Linked DNA regions of Mus musculus: region 2 is linked to region 1. Evidence: chromatin contacts called from public Hi-C data. All regions are on one chromosome and are shown on one strand. Each heading gives the region's core, a stretch centred on a gene start, on an enhancer-like site or on the middle of the called end of the contact. The rest is flanking DNA. Distances are from core to core; before and after follow the strand shown. Region 1 overlaps Gm32611 (a long non-coding RNA gene). Region 2 overlaps Gm32611 (a long non-coding RNA gene).

Region 1 (5,801 bases), core at 2,921-5,420:
ATGGCTCGGCTGGTGTTTCTGAGGTTCCTTCCTCAGAGGGTGAAGGAAGAGTCTCAGGAGTGTCTGGACCTGGTGGCTTCTGCCTGGGCTGAGGGAGATAGTGTGGCAGACGCTTTTAAAGACATAGCTTCACTTTGGAGAGTGTGCGGGTGTCCCTGGCTCGGCCCTTCTGCGCATGTCCATTTGGACTTGGCAGAAGCTTGGGCTGTCCAGGCTGTTGGTTTTGAAGGTGGTAGGTATGGGGCTGGGGACAGCAGAGGGAGAGGGGAGAGGCATGTTTGGGTCATCCGGGGCTAACTGGGGCCCATCCTGTCTCTTTCACTCTCAGAGGAGGCAGTGGTGAGGGTAGGTGTTAATGAGAGCAATTGCTTCAGTCATTTCTTCAGTTTGGAGAGTCACAGCTGGCCTGTGGGGCATTGGGCAATGCACAGATAGTCTGGTCTCCAGTCAAGCTGATGTTGAACTCCGGGACCCGGTGGTGATAATTCACCTACATGGGTTGGAAGGAGTTCGCTCATGTTCCTGGAACTCTGGCTCCTGTCGAAGTTACCCCCAACAGCCCCCACAAGAGAAGCATGGTTAGAAGTCACGTAGGCAATGTTTCAAGCTTCTGACCCTCAGGGAATACGAATCATGGTGTTCAGGAAGAGCCGGCTGCACTGTCACTGTGAGCTTGGGCCAGCAACAGCCTGAAAAGGCAGAGAAGCAAGAAGTCACCCCCCCATTCCACCCCTTCTGCCCTCTCCCCTGCTTCCTGCTTCTTCTCTCTGCCGGACTCAGTGTGCGCCTGTGTGTGGCTTGAGAAAGGGTCAAGACGCCTCATGTGGCTAGTAAGTGCAGGCATGCAGGCAGAGCACACTGTGAAGTGGCTGTCCCAGCTGATACCAACCATGATCACAAGGTACTGAGCTAGCTGCCGTGGTCCAGGGCCCAACCATGTTTTTTGGAGACATGAGAGCTGAACTGTGCAAAACACAGAGAACCAAACACAGTTACTCCCCACCTTACACCTCACACTCAATACATAAAACCCACAGATGTGAACTCATCTCTGAAGGACCTACTAAGGCTAGACATATGCCTGACTGCTGGGTATTGTGAGACAAAACCTTTCCCGGGGAACACAGCATACACATCTACTCACCCCAGATAGGGAGCCCATGAGACACCAAAGTACAGACACCATCAAAGTCCAACTTGGTGCACCAATAAACTTTATTGGGGTTACTTACAGGAATGTGGGTGAGAGGTTACTCACAGGAACAGAAATAACGAAAAGACAGCTGATTCACCAAAGCTCAGCCCAGTGTGGGTGACAGCTAACAAAGCTGGGGACCCAGAGCACACTGCACAGCCTACAGGCAGCTCGGTAGGTTAGACAGTTTCCTTTCCAGGTGGATCAGTTGATACATGCCTCTTCCAGGCAGCTGGTCTGGTCTGTCCTTTGTTACAGCTTGGCTTGTGTGTGAGTGGGAATCTATAGTTTCTTACTCAGGCTGGGAGGGAGGGGCCTAGTGAATCTGATAAGTTTCAGGGTCTTCCTGAAGCTATTTTGAGTTGTGTACCTTCTGGCTTAAGGAGCTTCCCTGCAGGTAGGAATGTTTCAGTCTCGGGTGGAAATTGTTCTACAACACTGGGCATTGTGCCTTTGCCCTTTTGGAGCTGTGGGCTGCAGGCCTGGGTCTGAATGAAAGAAATACTTACAGATCGCCCCTGGAGTGCCTCTGCTCCATAGCTGGCACAGTAGCTGGAGAGACAGAGGCCTGCTCTAAGGAGGAACTGTCCAAGCATAGTTAGAGCAACTTTCTGTGGTAGAGCTTGCTTCTTGCACTCCAGACTTGAATGACTGGTGAGGCTGACACACCAGGCATGGGGCAAAAAGCTGACTCACCCCAAGAAGAAATCTTACCTCTTCTAAGCCCTTTGCCCTACTAGGGTGAGCTCAGACAGAAGGGACCTGAACAGTGTGGCCATATCACACGTGGTGACTCTCTCATCTGCTGTGAATGGTAAAGAGGGCCTTGTTTCAGGTAGGCTGGAGCTTAGACCTCAGGGGTTCTTCAGGGTCTGAGTCTAAGGTGGGACAAATGAATAAGGGGAGTCGGGTGGGGGCAGGGTCCCTGGAGATAGCATTGTCTGCTCCTGGGTGATGTGAATGGGAGAAGGCACTGGTCATAGGCCAGGTGCTACTTTACAGTGTACCACACGGGTTAATTCATTTAAGCGCTCAAACACTGTGGAAGCAAGAACGTTAGCACCACACCATAAGGGGGAAGGAAGGATATAGGTGCCCGAGTGGTTGGCATGGATCGTCCGTGGTAAAGGCTACTCCCCAACAGATGGCCTTGAGTGTCTGCACCATTGCAGGATCGTTGAGTCTCCCTGGCAGTTTCCCTAGCCTGGATGTCCTTGAGGACAGTGATGGACCTGTCTCGGCCTTCTGTCCCCAGAAACTGATGCAGGCCCAGTGCCAGGAAGTTGATTAGAGACTGGAGGGAAGGGAGATGGGGAGAGGGGAAGGGAAGCTGATGGAGCGAGGCTTTCTCCGGCATCCAGGGGGCGGGGCTTACGCAGACCTCCACCAGCATCCAGGGCTTCCTGCCCCGTGCCTGTACCCACCCCAGCCTTCTGGGATCCCATCTGTACCGGTCACCCATGGGTGCTCCCCTGTCTCCTGAAGCTCAGCCGTCCCCTTGTCCAAATCCATTTTTCCACCAGACAAACGAGGTCTGGGCCCGCCTTCCCATTCCATCCGACAGGCTGGCTGTCAGCTGCCGTGGCAGCTGCTCTTGTCAGAAAAATTAAGAAGGAAGCAAGAGACGACACAGCCCCTGAGCTGCCAGCCGGGCAGAGACTCCAGGCCGATTTCTGCTGGGAAGGGATTGGGGAGCCAGCCTGGGCCAGTGGGGACATAGATCTCCAATGGTTCTCCTCCCCTAAGAAGGAAGGGTGGTTAAAAGTATGGTTTCCTGAGCCAACCCTCGGGTTGAGTCTCAGCTCTGAGTTGACCCCGCTGTGTGTTTCTTTGGGTCTCACTGAACCTCTCTGGGCCTTGGTTTTCTAGATTCTAAAACAAAATAAGGATAATTAGGTACAAATGAAGGGATTTATTACTAGTGAAATGCTCGGAACAAAATGTGTACCTGGCATCTAGCGTGATGAGTGCCCCTGGCAGTTTACGGAGGATCCCCTTGCCCCAGGGCTTGAGTATGAGCGAGAAGCTCTGCCTTGGCTCACACAGAGCCAGAGTGGTAGGGAGCCACTGGAGAAGGCTTCCTGTATTCTACAGGCCCCTGCGGACCCCAGGCCTGTTCCCTTTGCCCTGGGGACTTCCAGTGTGACAGGGGAGACTTAGTATAGGGACTGGGTACATCAGGAAGGGAAGGCATGAGGAGGATGGTGGCTGGTGGAGAGGACTTTCTGGAAGGCTGGGGAGACCACAATTGGCTGAAGGGTGCAGAGGTGTGAAGTCCCCCCTACCTTTGTTTAAAAAGGGTGTGTTTGTTTGTTTGTTTTTGTTATTTTGTTTTGTTTTGTTTTTTTGACAGGCTTTCTCTGTATAGCCTGGCTAGAACTCACTCTATAGACCAGGCTGGCCTTGAACACCGAGATCCACCTGCCTCTGCTTCCCAAGTGCTGGGATTAAAGGCATGCACCACCACTGCCCAGCTTAAGTTTTGTTTTGCAAGGCAGGATCTCACTCTATAGCCTTGGCTGTCTTGGAACTCATTATGTAGAACAGGCTGGCCTCAAATTCACAGAGGTCTGCCTGCCCCTGCTCCTGAGTAGGCCACTAGGCTGGGCCTAGACCTTTGTTTTGAAGACAGTTTTTTTTTTTTTAGGTGACTTGGAACTCACTATGAAGTCCTTGTTGGCCCCTTAACTCCTGGATTCTCTGTTCCTCTCCTAAGTGCTGGGGTTACAGGCAGGAGCTCTAGTGCCCAGCTGGTCTCTTCAAAAAAAAAAAAAACCAAAAAACAAAAAACATCTCCCTATGTTACCCAAGTTGGCCTCACAATTCCTGGGCTCAAGTAATCCTCCTGTCTCAGCTCCTGAGTAGCTGGGCATGCCACCAAAGCCCTACTAAGGCCTTCCCTAAGGGACTGTAGCACCCAGCTTGCAGGTCACGCAGCAGCTGAGCGCTGCAGGCTCCGTCCAGAAGGGGGCAGCCGCGGCGCGTGGATGTGTGTCAGCTTTGCTGAGCTCCTACCTAGGGAAGAGTCTAGGCAGGAGAGCTCAGACGCCGGTGTTCAGGTTTTCAGACTGGAGCGCCACCGTCACATCTCAGGAACAGTCCCGCTAGAGCGCAAGGACGCCCACAAGAGCAGGGGCCTTTAGTCATTCTCAGTCCTGGGACCATGTTAAAATCACTCCCGCAGTGCTAAAAATCTCCAGAGCCTGTGCCTTCCTCAGATTGCTGTCAATTAGTCTCTGGGGGCGGGGCCCAGGAACCGCAATTACAAAAAAATCTCCTCTGACATACTTAGCAGATCTGGTCGCCAGGATCTGAGATTGAATAAACACAGTCCTGGCTACCTTTTTCTTCCTGAGAGGGAAGTCCCGGATGGGGGGGACAGTCCTGGGAGTTCCTTTGGTTAGGGTTGGTTTCAAGGGTGAGAGGTGACAAAATTGACAGTGGACAAAGGTGCTTGCTCCCACCCTCGGAGGGGGAAGTTCTCAGAGGGCAGGTAGGTAGAATACATGCGTTCTTGAGCATGTGTGCACAGGCATGCTTTGAGAGTTCAGGGTGACTACGTGCCTGCACACACATTTCTCTGGCCAGTACAGGTGCTACATATGCATGCTGGTATAGGAGAGTTATTCATACTCAAGAGCTGCTAAACAACTCCTGTACAAATACGGGTGTGTGCGCACGTGCGCGCGTGCACACACACACACACACACACACACACACACAGAGAGAGAGAGAGAGAGAGAGAGAGAGCTGTGCTTTTTCCCTGGCTCACACGACCCACAGTGTGTGGCTACCTCAGGGGTGGAAACCTGCATGCCCCGTTTCCATGGGTCTTTTCAAGCCTCTGCAGGCGTGAAGCTTTGCTGTTTGAAGGTCTTTTTCCTTTCTTCTCCCGACCAGCCTGATCGATACGCCTCCCTGGTGCAGCCTCCCCACAGACCACACACACAGACTGGATCTGTGCGGACAGAGTCAAGTGTGGGCTTAGAAAAACCCACAACCCTTGGGGCCGGATTCTTTCAGCCAGGCTCCAGGTTGGCAGCTGGCCTTGCTAGTAGCAACCTCCTCATAGCGGATGCAGCTGGCACTGGGCACTGGATACCCACCCAGCAGGTCAGGCCCACCATGTTGAAAAGGATATGGGAGGTCCTAACGCTGGATGGGGACAGAGAACTCCTGGACAGACCAGTTCTGTTGGTGAAAATGGTGTGTGTGCTTACTGGTTGGTTGTTTTATTTGATTCTCTTTGAGACGAGAGTTCAGACCCGATGAAGAGTGAGCCATCTTTATTGTCACCGTGGTGGGAAGTGGAATCACATAGGAGACACACTTTTGGGTGTGTCTGGAAGGGTGTTCACTGAGCAGGGAAGGTCCTCCCTGAATGTGTGTGTGTGTGTGTGTAGTTGGGCTGGAGACATGGCCCATTGGTTAAGAAAGCACACTGTTCTTGTAGACAACCTGGGTTTCTTTTCTAGCACCCACACGGAACAGCCCATAACAGCCTGTACTCCTAGCTTCGGGGAGCCCACTACCATTTTTTTTTTTTTCTGGCCCATGAGACCATATGCACATGGTCCAGCCATCACACGGTCACATAGTTACAGAG
Region 2 (5,958 bases), core at 2,093-4,592, 98 kb after region 1:
ATTCTGTTTAGAGGATGCAGTAGGTGGGGTCTGGCCTCCGCCTAGTGAGGCTAAGAGGCGAGCAAGGAGTGACCACGGAGGCTGGCAGCTGTGGGGCTCAAAGTGACCTGAGCTCTTTGGAGGGCCTCCCGGGCTACACAGGGAACTCAAGCTTTGTAGGCCTAGCGGGTAGATGGCCCTAGAATCCTGAGCTTGCCTCCTGACTCTGTGATCAGGGCAAGGCTGGGGTTTTTAACTGTGCTTCTGTGAGCCTCAGTTTCTTCTTCCATGAAGGGGACAAAATCTGACTCAGGCTAATGCAAGATGCCTGGGAAAGAGGATGGCAGGCCAGTGTACAGAGCCTGTGCCTGGGTTAACTGTCAGCCCAGGAGGCCATTCTCCCTCTTGCTTTAAGCAGCATCGCTGTGCCCATAAAGAGATACAAACTCTGCCTCAAATTGGGACGGTTTTGTGACCATACCTGTGGCATCCTGCTTTGGTAGGTTTGTTCCTCTCCCTTGGCAGAGGTACTTGGTGCCCTGAACTTGTTAGTGCCAGGCAGCTGGTTGCCACGGTGTGCCCTCCACTTTCTGTTGCCTACCAGGCAACCTCACAGAATGCTTTGGGGGAAGGAGTCTGATTCAAGATGTTCTGGGCTGTGCCTACCATCTCCCTGCCTTGAGCAGAGGTAAAGACTCCATCACTCTTGTTCCACGGTGCTTGATGGCAGGTCCATGGCCCTCACTGTGTCCCAAGGGCTGGACCACTTCCACATTCCTCAAAGCATCTGGGTCCTACCGCTCACTCTGCTCCAGGTTTTGGGAGGTGCGATGGGTAGAGCTGATTGTCAGCTTGCCAGCATCTATAGTCACATGCAAGATGGGCCTCCAGGCTTGCTTTTGGAAGATTATCTTGATTGCCTTAACTGATATGCTAGGTGGGGGGGAGTGCGGGGGGTGCTGTTTTAATTGTGGACAGGTCTGCTCCCTGGGCAGGAGATCTTGGATGACATAAGATGGAGAAAGTAAATTGAGCGAAAGCAAGCAACCCTTGCTTTCTGTTTTTTGTTTCCTGAGTGTGGATGTAATAGTCCAGCTCCCTGCTTCTGCTGCTATGCCTCCCCTATCCCGCACTGCTCTTTTCCCACCACAATGGACTGAATTTCTCTGGAGCTATGAGGCTAAACAAAGCCTTCCTCTCTTAAGTTGCTTTCCTTAGGGTCTTTTATTACAGCAATAGGAAAGTAGCTAAGACATGAAGTTGTCCATGTGAAGTTCTCCGGCTTGGCTGGGTGTGGTTCCCAGGTCCCCCCTCATGGCGCTGTCCTTGGCAGGAGGTTCCAGCTTTTTTTCTGGCAGCTCTCACTACATAGCCTGTGCTTTGTAGCAGCCGGTGTGCCTCAACTCCCTTGTAGGAATTGTTCAAGTCTTAGGGTTCTATGCAGAGCTACAGCTGAGCTCCCCTCAGACCTGTGCTGAGTCAGTCATTGAATAGTCTAGCCATCATCCTGACTTCATCCTCTCCCCTGCTTCCGCTCCCCCTCCAGTCACACAGGCCATCTTTCTAGTCCTTGAATACAATGTACTTTCCTTGTCTGTCCATGCCCTGTCCCTGGCACATTATGCCCTATTGACATGTCTGTCTTTCAAGGGTTTAGCAGGAAGGCAGGACAGGCAGCTGGCAACTTGAAGAGTCATGGATCCATCTAAAGGATGCAGTGGCTGGTGACCTTAGGAAGCTGTGAGACCTAGGCCTGAGGGACACAGCGGGGAAGGGATTTCGAGAGCCCAGTGAGACTGGAGCTGTAGTCTCAACAGGCCTGGAACCTGGGAGACAGAGTCAGGAGGGAGCAGGGGAAGAGAGAGCGCCTGCATCTCTCAGGTCCTGTGCTCTTGGGTCTCCCATGGTTAATATTTGCTAGAGGCTGTCTGGCAGGACATCTCTGAGGCATGCTCCATGGCTCAATTGATACAGGATAGAACAGGTAAAAGAATGGGCTTGTGCTATCAAAGGTGGAAACGGAAAGTCCCAATTTTGTGTTGTAGTGGTTGTTTGTTTGTTTGTTTTATCCCCTTTTCAAAAACAACCCAAATTATCTGCTGGCTAGGCCATTTCTTGGCTTTCTTCTTTACTAGACTATCAGTGCCATCAGGGTGGGACCTTGGTGGTTTGGTCCCTTGCTGTCTCTAGTGGTAAATGTGGGCTGACAACAGGTCAGATCTTCATGCTCCATGGAATGGAATAGCCCTGGCTCTGGGTGCAAGTCTGCTACTTCCTGCAGGGGACTCTTGGAACCATCAACGTTTTCCTTTGGGCTTAGGTTGGAAGGGGCTGCAGGTAGGCACCCCAGGACAGGAGGGTGCCAGGCTTGGCCTCTCTAGACTGGAGCCCCATGTTTGTCCTAACAAGAGTGCACTGTAGTGAAACAGGGTGGAAGTCAGGGCTTTTAGATGACCTCATTGCATGGTGATCTGAGCTCTGGGTTCAGTTTTTGGGAGAGAGAAAAGTGAGCAGTAGAGTTGAGAGAAGGTGGACTTGGCAAGGTGGCAGGAGTCGGAGGATCAATAAGAAGAATTGGGGCTTTATCTGAGTCATCTTCATCATATCCTTAATGTCCACTGTCGTGAGGGGAAGCTCTAGCAGGAATCAATAACAGTGCTGAACCTATCAATTCGTTTTGTTTGGTACATCAAGTGTCCTTCACTCCTTTTAGCGAAATACTCATTAAGCACCTACTATGTGCTCAGCCCTGGAAATAACCATGCAAGGTGTGGGCCTGCCAATCTGCACATGGCCCGTATCTATATAAAGCCCAACAGTAGCATCGTGTCTGTCCTGAGTCCTTCAGATATAGAGATATCAGACTTCACAGTGGTGCTCTGAACCAGGTCTTTCTGTGGGCATCCCCATTTTGTTCAGCTAGCATTTTCTTGTGCAGACCCACCTCTGATGGTGTGCAAGGTACTCTCTATGAATCTCCGGATGTCATTATATATCTTATTGTAGGTACTTCTGCTGGCCTGTCCCTGTCCCTCCCTGGGTGAGTTCATCACCCCAGCTTTGACCATACATGCTCTCTATGACTTGGAGCCTACCCTGAGAAAGTGGCTACACTTATTCCAACCCTGAGCGATGTCACAAGCCTATGGGAAGACATTGCCAGTGTCTGCTAATGATGGTTTGGGGGACAATGCAGAGGGTAGGAGCTGGAGCAGAAAAGACAAAAGCCAAAGCCCAGTTGCTCTTGGAGCAGGAAGAGCTCCTTGCAAATGATGTATGAAATGAGGAGCATATGCTGCGAGTGATTCGTGCGCAGGAGCTTGGCTGGGATCCCCAGCCCCTGGCACTGCAGTCGGTGGCTCCATGCTCCCAGCTCTGCAGTGCTCCAGAGTGCTCCTAGGGTGGCTTCAGCTCCCTCTTCTGGTCTCTTCCTATCAGGACGTGCTGCACACAGTAGGCAAATCTGATTCCTCTCCCTTGGTCCACCGAAGCAAAGCAAGAGGGTTGGCAGCAGCAGTGAGTCAGGTCTGACCTTGGCATGTCTCTGCTGGGAGGCAGAGCCCAGAGAGGGACATAGATTCTCCCAAGGTCACACAGGACAAATGTCTTCTGATGTCCTGTGCAGGAGTTCACCCTGATGCAAAGGGGCTTTGTGCACCTCTAGATCAAGCTTGGTGCCAGCATAGCGCTAGCCACATGGTACCCTGTGAACACCCACCGTGGACCAGGAGGCTGATGAGCCTGCAGTCTAACCCCTGTTTGTCCTGTGCTTCTGTGCCATGGCCCCTCACCTGCTCCTGCAGTCCATGTGACATCGCCACTTCAGAGCTCTGGGTACATACTCTGAATGGTGCCAGGTTGGCCCTTGAGGTCACAATGGCTGCTGAAATGAGGGTTAGAGATTTCTGGGGAAGTACAGAAATATCCTCTCTGGGGCTGTCAAGAGGGCTCTGCAGGCAGAGGAGCTTGCCTCGAAAGCCTAGAGATCTGAGTTCAATCTCTGGAACCAACATAAAGGGGAAGGAGAGACCTGACTCCAGAAAGTTGTCCCCTGACCTCCACATTCATCTCATAGCACTTGTCTCCTTCCTGCCCCTCTCTCTCTCTCTCTCTCTCTCTCTCTCTCTCTCTCTCTCTCTCTCTCTCCCTCCCTCCCTCCCTCCCTCCCTCCCTCTCTCTCTCTCTCTCTCTCTCTCTCACACACACACACACACACACCCCTGCACACACACATACACACTCATACATACGTGCACACACACACACACACACACACACACACACACACACATGCACACTAATTTTTTTAAAAATTAAAGAAAGAAATTTTTTCCCCAGGACTTCCCAAGGCCCTCGACAGGCCTGTGGCTTCCTTACCCGTAGAGAGCATCAAAATCCAAAACAACTTCCCTTGGCTCCAACCCCCTATTTATTTTTCTCTTTGACTGGCAAAGCCAGGGCATCGTGTAGTATTTGGTCCCTCCCTGCTTCCCTCAAGTGGACAGCCTGCCTCGGACATGCCTTCTGTCCCCTGGCAACATCCCCGTGATGCCTGCGGTAAAATGAGATGCTCCTGCCTCACAGGGTTGGGTCGTAAAGAACGGTGGCAAGGAGCTCAGCGTCGTAGGTCATGTTGATATTCTCATATTTGTGCTGTATGCTTATAACGTCGTGATGGATGGAGAGAGGATTTTATCATGAGCTCACTCCTGCCTTAAACTGCTAATTCATGTCCCCTCTTCCATTTTGTGTCTCTGCACCCCGTCAAGCGCTGATGGCTGAGGATTTGAGTGCGCAGCTGTGGGGAGGGCTTACGTGGAGGCGGGAGATGGGGAAGCATTAGCAAACAGGGCTGTTAAGAGAACAGTCTCAGCAAGTCGTTTGTGATGAAAGCCCTTTGTCACCTGGTGGTGGGGCCTGGGGCTGCCAGTGTACAATCACAAATAGGAAAGGCAACAATAGCTTACACTCAGTATGGTGCTTTTAATTTTTCAGAGTGATTTATTCAAACTTTTAAAATAAAATATTTATTTTCGTGTGTATGCCTGCGCATGCGCACACACGCATGTACTCTCACGAACACACACACACACACATACACACACACACACACACGCCATAGTACAACACCCATGTGGAGGTGGGAAGCAAAGTTGTGGAAGTCAGCTCTTTCTCTACCACATGGGTTCATGGAGTTCACGTCATTCTTGACAGGCATTGAAGGAAGCATCTTTACCCACTGAGCTATCTTGCCAGCCCCGCACTCCTGGCTTTTATAACATGAGCTCTGGGGATTGAACTCAGGTATGTGTATTTACACAGCAAGGGCTTTTCCAACGGAGTTGTCCCCAGACCCACATAGGATTTTATTTAAATCCCTTCCAGTAGGCCTGTGAGATGAGGAACATATTATTCCTAGTCTATCCTATCGATGAAGAAACTGAGACTTGCTGAAGGGAAGGGATATATGTCAGTCCTAGTACGTGCAGACAAATCTCCAGTAGGGCTGCTGCTCAACCCTTATCCCATCCATGTCCCTAGAGGTCACACACTTTGAGTAGTATGGATTGGGTGACATTTGTGGCTGTGCCAAGGTACTGAGTCAGTGAGTTCATCTACCCACAGCCTACTATGCCAGGCAAAAACACCCAGGAATAGAGGCTCCCAGTATACACAAAGTCCATCCTCATGGGCCTTACCTACGCATAGGAATAGTCAGGCAAACCAGGGGCCCTTTGTAGACTCTGTGGCTTCCTGCCTGTCTGTTTTGTGTTTTGAAATAGGGGACATTTATATAGTCCAGGCTGGCTTGGAACTCACTGTGTGGCCCAGCCTTGTCTGGAACTCAGAATCCTTCTGCCTTAGTCTCTACTACTGGGATTCCAAAGTCCATCTGTGGCTTCCTGGCAACCTTCTCCCTGACCACTCTCTTCCAAAGCTAGAACTTGCCACCCGCTCCTGCAGGGGAAAGATTCTAGC

Evidence for each region. Hi-C and Micro-C count contacts between places; a contact is called where the count stands out from the background.
Region 2: a contact with region 1 is called in a Hi-C map of cerebral cortex, with 2.5 times the contacts expected there. The contact joins two enhancer-like sites. A contact is called at or near these places in 3 of 15 datasets of contacts at CTCF or cohesin (embryonic stem cells and stem cell-derived epiblast-like cells), 17 of 484 Hi-C or Micro-C datasets (the C2C12 cell line, cerebellum, cerebral cortex and 5 more) and 3 of 115 datasets of contacts at active chromatin or transcription factors (bone marrow-derived macrophages and embryonic stem cells).

Annotation. Positions count from the first base shown.
Region 1 is chr4:125,156,346-125,162,146 of GRCm38.p6, forward strand. All of the region lies in intron 2 of Gm32611 (a long non-coding RNA gene), which reads left to right. The region is part of intron 2 of Gm40245 (a long non-coding RNA gene); the gene reads left to right. Among named protein-coding and RNA genes, the nearest start is that of Gm40245, 9.2 kb to the left of the region's middle. Within about 2 kb of position 4,171, at least 20 of the 459 cell types and tissues checked have an H3K27ac peak or open chromatin away from gene starts, as enhancers often do. A contact at or near this core is called in cerebral cortex, where this site is marked.
Region 2 is chr4:125,254,714-125,260,671 of GRCm38.p6, forward strand. The region is part of intron 4 of Gm32611 (a long non-coding RNA gene); the gene reads left to right. Among named protein-coding and RNA genes, the nearest start is that of Gm46869, 33 kb to the right of the region's middle. Within about 2 kb of position 3,343, at least 6 of the 459 cell types and tissues checked have an H3K27ac peak or open chromatin away from gene starts, as enhancers often do. A contact at or near this core is called in cerebral cortex, where this site is marked.